Regions from separate parts of the Salmo salar genome. Here region 1 is linked to region 2. Evidence: chromatin contacts called from public Hi-C data. All regions are on one chromosome and are shown on one strand. The core of a region is the stretch at or near the end of the contact, and the rest is flanking DNA. Distances in the headings are between cores, read along the strand shown. Region 1 overlaps LOC106565749 (inositol 1,4,5-trisphosphate receptor type 1). Region 2 holds the start of LOC106565752 (class E basic helix-loop-helix protein 40).

Region 1 (2,700 bases), core at 8-2,507, 100 kb after region 2:
TTATACGTTTCTCAGACTATATGACGTCGACTACATAGTAGTATAGTATATAGTAGTATAATGGGCTGAATCACTACAAACATAAGGTCATCTGTAAGTTACTGACACATTTCAGCAGTGGAAAGAAGAAAGGATTCCACCACAGAGGTTCCACCGGTCTCTGCACTTGTCTCAAGGTGTGAAGATGAATGACACCACCCCCTTCTTTCTGTTTTATATAACCTGCCTGGCCTTTCGTCTAGTGACAGGACTGTCATCGGCACCCTAGCAATAAACTACCCGTCCCTGGCCCCCATCCCTCGCTGGTCCCCCTCATATCACCTAGCATGGAAGATTATAGCCTAGAGAGTACAGTAAATAGGCAGGTGGAGGGGATAATCATAGGGGATAAAGGGGAGGACAGAGAGATTATTTCCTTTGTTCTTGTCTGACACCATTACATCAGTGGTCTTCCCTGGACCAGAGGTGGTCCTGAAACAGTTAACAGGTGTAAGATGTGCAGTGCCCCCCACCCTGAAACAGTTAACAGATGTAGGCTGTACAGTGCCCCCCACCCTGAAACAGTTAACAGGTGTAGGCTGTACAATGCCCCCCCACCCTGAAACAGTTAACAGGTGTAGGCTGTACAATGCCCCCCACCCTGAAACAGTTAACAGGTGTAGGCTGTACAGTGCCCCCCACCCTGAAACAGTTAACAGGTGTAGGCTGTGCAATGCCCTGTACTCCTGCCCTCCCTTGCCACGCTCCCTTGCTCGCCCCAGCGCCGCCCAACACGAGGCACTGCCAGTCTTTCAGTAAACAGCCCCGCCGCACTTTTACTGGCAATTACTGCTGAAGGTCACACATCAGTGGAGAGTCTGAATTCCAGGGGAAAAAATAACGTTCGCTCTTATGTAACCGCTGCCTGAGAGCTGGCGGGAGCCCAAGAATCGTGCAGGACGAAGGCAGGCTACATGGAAACTGGGACAGAGCTGCACGGCCAGCAGAAATGCCTATAGTTTCCCCTGTTGGAGGGGATCAGAGAAACAACTAGAGTCCCCTCACCTCACACACACTGCAGAAGCTCTGAGGATAGCTGAGGGCAAGCAGGGACATACTGAGGCAGAGTGGACACCAGCACTGAGTGATGCAGAATAGTCATGAGGGGAGAGAAGAGGGAGAGACAGAGAGAAACAGATTGGTATAGAGAGAGAAATAGAGAGGGGACAGAAAGAGCGACTTCGCCAGGGATAATGAGACGATAGCAATCAGCTGGCATGGACACACACAGCAAGGAAAGGGAGCGAAAGAGACACACGGCACACACACAGACACACAGGATCAGACCTACAGTCCCCAGTGCTTCCCAGATGAATAGGGGGAGTACTGTACTATATGTCAGGCCTGTAGCGGGGTACGCCACAGAGGAGGTGACATGTCGGGCAGAGCAGAAATGCGGGCTGAACACAGGGCTTATTTAAAAGCTAACTGACAGACAGCCCAGTGCTGCTGCTGCCGTTTCTGCCGCGGAGGGGAAGTGTGGGCTTTGGATCAGCATGGAGCCTGGGACACTGCGTCCCATAGGGGGGCCCTCCTGGGTCCATGCACGTGGGACACTGCGTCCCATAAGGGGGCTCTCCTGGGTCCATGCACGTGGGACACTGCGTCCCATAGGGGGGCCCTCCTGGGTCCATGCACGTGGGACACTGCGTCCCATAGGGGGGCCCTCCTGGGTCCATGCACGTGGGACACTGCGTCCCATAGGGGGGCCCTCCTGGGTCCATGCACGTGGGACACTGCGTCCCATAGGGGGGCCCTCCTGGGTCCATGCACGTGGGACACTGCGTCCCATAGGGGGGCCCTCCTGGGTCCATGCACCTGCCGGATGTGTGGGTGGGGTGTACACATTCTTCAGACACTACGAATGGGAAGGGTCCGTTCAGGCAACAAAGAAGTAGTCTATCTGTTCGCTCCCTTTCTTAGGAGGGGAAGCAGCCGGGGATTTCCATCACTGGATAACACTGGGGGGAGGAATGGAGGGAGGAAAAAGAGAGAGAAGACACTCATGTGAGCATGTGACCTCCTGGCAGACATACAGCTCAGATCGTAGACTCTCCAACAGTCAGTCTAACTGATATCTGTGTTTACCTCTCCTTCTTATCAGTCTCTCTGACTCCATTGTTTGCTATCCTTTTTTTCTGAAAGGAAGTCAGTCTCTACTGCTGTAACTCATTACTATCTTGTGTACATGCTCATTTACTAGACAATACAAGTTTTGACTAGATGATGTTGTTGTGACCAGAAATATAACTACAGTAATACTGCAACTAATACTAAGCAAAACCTTCTAAAGGTTAAAAAAAAAACGATATCATCTGTGGTTGAAGGTTGTGCTCTTAAATGTCATACCTTCTCAATATAGGTTTTGGTCAATGGGGTATCCTGTACAGTCTGGTGCTTTGACATGGAGAAGGGGAATAATAATAGAACAACTTCTGAGTTAAAGAGGTGTTCTGTTCTATGACATCAGTGAGAATGTGATGCCACATTAGCCCCTCCCATATGGCACTGGCCTCAGGCTTTCTGAAAGTCCCCTGACAGACGCAGTACAAGATGAAAGGGAAGAAAGAGGATATCTGCAGTTTCCACTTCCTCTAGGGCACGCACAGACACACTCCCTGATGTACATATAGAGTACACACGCACAAAGCAAGGACACCT
Region 2 (2,700 bases), core at 20-2,519:
TAAGCATGTTGATCTTTCTTATATAACAGTTTTAGCAGCTGAACAGAAGACAAACTGCCACAGGGTAGGGAGGCAGGCAATCTGCACACACCAACACAATGCAGTACATTTAAGACATAGTTTATCAACATATTGTTTATGTAAATTGTTTTGAAAGGGTTTGAGGCAATATGCGTAGGCAGTTAATTCAATTATTATAATTAACCAAACTTTTCAATCGGATAATATGAAATAGTATTGATGTAATAATAATAATAATAAACAAGTTATTTACATTATGAAAAAAAAAGAATAATACGTTGCCTTTGTCATAACAGGCAACATTTTTGGATTAAGGAATCAGACTAATCAAGGCATTGATTTGGACAAACAAATTAATCATGAACAACCAGGTGGCGCTTTTGCATTCCTATTACACAGTCAGTAGTAATAGGCTACACATTAAATTAGTACTCACTGTGAGTTTGAGATGTTCTGGCAATAAATCCTTCAGTTGGGCAATGCATTCATTGATTCTGTCACGTCTTTTCTTCTCAATCAATCGGTGGGGTAACTTGTATGTCTCCTGTGGGAGAAAAAAAAGTACATTTGTTAGTCAATGTGTAAAATATATTCAATAGGGTATAAGACATAATGAATTGCCGACAAAAGTAAACCTAAGATATACAAAATGTTTTAAGTAAAGAACATAAGCATACCTTACTGTCTTCCACGCGCTTCATTCCCTTTCGGTGTTTGGACACGTACTTTTGGAAATCCTTTCTATAGGGCAAAAATAATAGAAAATATTGATAAGAAGTCATGCTTATATTGTTTTTTAAAATTATTATTTACATAAGAATACTATGTTGTTTTGCAGTGTTATAATGCATACATTGTAAGCTGTTTCTGGGGGCTTACCCTTGCATGTCTGCCATCTCCTGCGACTGGTGTTTTGCCATACAAGGAGGAGGTTGCGCACTTGTAATCCTCTCCATTTTGCGTCTTTATGAAATCCAAATATTGGTCTCCAAACAATTCAATCTTAAAACTAGGCTTCAGTTGTCTTTCAACATTCAGCTAATATTGTCATCTGAGAAAAAATTAAGTTTATTGTTATTGCTAAAATTATTGTTATGTTATTCTATTCAATAGTGAACACTTTTTCTATAAAGAATAATATTTCATCAGGCTATTGCTTTCCAGAGACTGTCAATGTGATGTTGTCACTCTGAGATCCAAGCACAGCAATAGTTCAGATGCTCTACTCCCGGGTAAATGTGTGATAGAGGGGTGGTTTGGTCTACGTGTTAAATAAACCCTGTGACTAGACACGTCTCTCCGTTGGAGAGCTGATCTACTTCCGTCACATGAGCCTCACGTGTTGGACGGTGCTTTCAAGCCATCTAGAGTACAGCCCATTTCTGTAGTTAAAGAGGATCTGCACGATAATGGCCCTCCCTCTTATTCTACAGCTATGCTACGAGAACATAAGACAACTCTGGGCAGAACGTGCAAGTATATGTTTACTATATAGAAACTAGGGCAGAAGTCCTTACACACTTAGCCTTATAGACTACTGTTTGTTATTACTGTATGTTCTACATTCCGGCTTCTGTTCCATGTACAACTTTCATATGCATAATAATGACATGGCATATGTACAGTTATTATAGGAAAGTGTCAGAATTAAGATACAATAGATGCATTATCACATTCCTGTTATTCTATAAACCACAGAATTGTGGTTTATAGGGGAGAGAAGGTAAGCTACCGCTTATATGGCTTAATTTTATTACAATTGAGAATATATCCACAGAACATTTGCAGGGAAGAACATATAACTTTTCATTCGCGTGTAGCCTCACGTATTCAACTTGTGTCAGTGTGAGGGTTAAAGCTGCAATTATCGGTAGAAACAATAACAAAGCGTGTACTCGCCCCTGTTTCGGTAAAAAGCCGAGGGATGGGGCTGGAGAAATGTAACCAATCTCAAATTCATAGACAGAGCTATTGATGCAAGAACGGACCATCCATTATAACGTTACAGTTTTAACCATGTTTTGAGGCTATATAGTGTTTGTTTACATTTACATTGTTTACAAACATTGGACTAAAACAAGCTTATCGTTTGGATTGTGATGGGGTATTCCACAGTTGAACTAAGCTCATCAGGTATTTATAAATTGTATTCTTCAAAAATCAATGGGTAGGCCTACATATGTATAAGTATATTAATGCAAAAGTAATGTATATTAATGTATACGTCAAAAAAATGCAAATTGCCCATTTAAAATAAAAATGTTTGTGAATGTTTTTGTACCTTCATGATGTGAAAATAGTATTTCATATATTTCTCTTTAAGTATTATCTTTAGTAGGTTTTTAATTTTAGGTTTAGATAAAGCCTATATAGGCCTGCCTGTGTCCATGACAATAATTCCTAATAAACCAATCCACCTAACCTAAGAGTAGACTACAGTCAATATGTAAACTATTATATAAAACTGTAATGCCCCGTGGGAATAATTATTTGGTGTTGTGCATAGCCTAATGTTTAATTTTCCCCACGCTGCTCTGTATTCTCGCATGTGCCAATAGGCTCAGAGTGGACACGGTTTCCACACATGAATAATTTGAGTCTACACGTGCACCTGCAGATGGATGATTTTGTTGATCGGTGTGTTACCTGCTGCACTGAGCTGTCACGTTGAGCTCCAAC

The links. A called contact is a pair of places that touch in the nucleus more often than the background predicts.
Region 1: a Hi-C map of muscle shows a contact between it and region 2, with 3 times the contacts expected there. The contact joins the enhancer-like site here to the promoter of LOC106565752 in region 2. A contact is called at or near these places in 2 of 3 Hi-C or Micro-C datasets (gill and muscle).

Annotation. Positions count from the first base shown.
Region 1 is chrssa12:80,128,659-80,131,358 of Ssal_v3.1, forward strand. The region is part of intron 41 of LOC106565749 (inositol 1,4,5-trisphosphate receptor type 1); the gene reads right to left. Among protein-coding and RNA genes, the nearest start is that of LOC106565749, 74 kb to the right of the region's middle. Within about 2 kb of position 1,258, at least 4 of the 13 cell types and tissues checked have an H3K27ac peak or open chromatin away from gene starts, as enhancers often do. A contact at or near this core is called in muscle, where this site is marked.
Region 2 is chrssa12:80,028,977-80,031,676 of Ssal_v3.1, forward strand. It overlaps LOC106565752 (class E basic helix-loop-helix protein 40), which reads right to left and starts at 1,270. Exons shown (of 5, transcript XM_014133230.2): 1 at 901-1,270; 2 at 699-762; 3 at 458-565. The coding sequence starts at 977.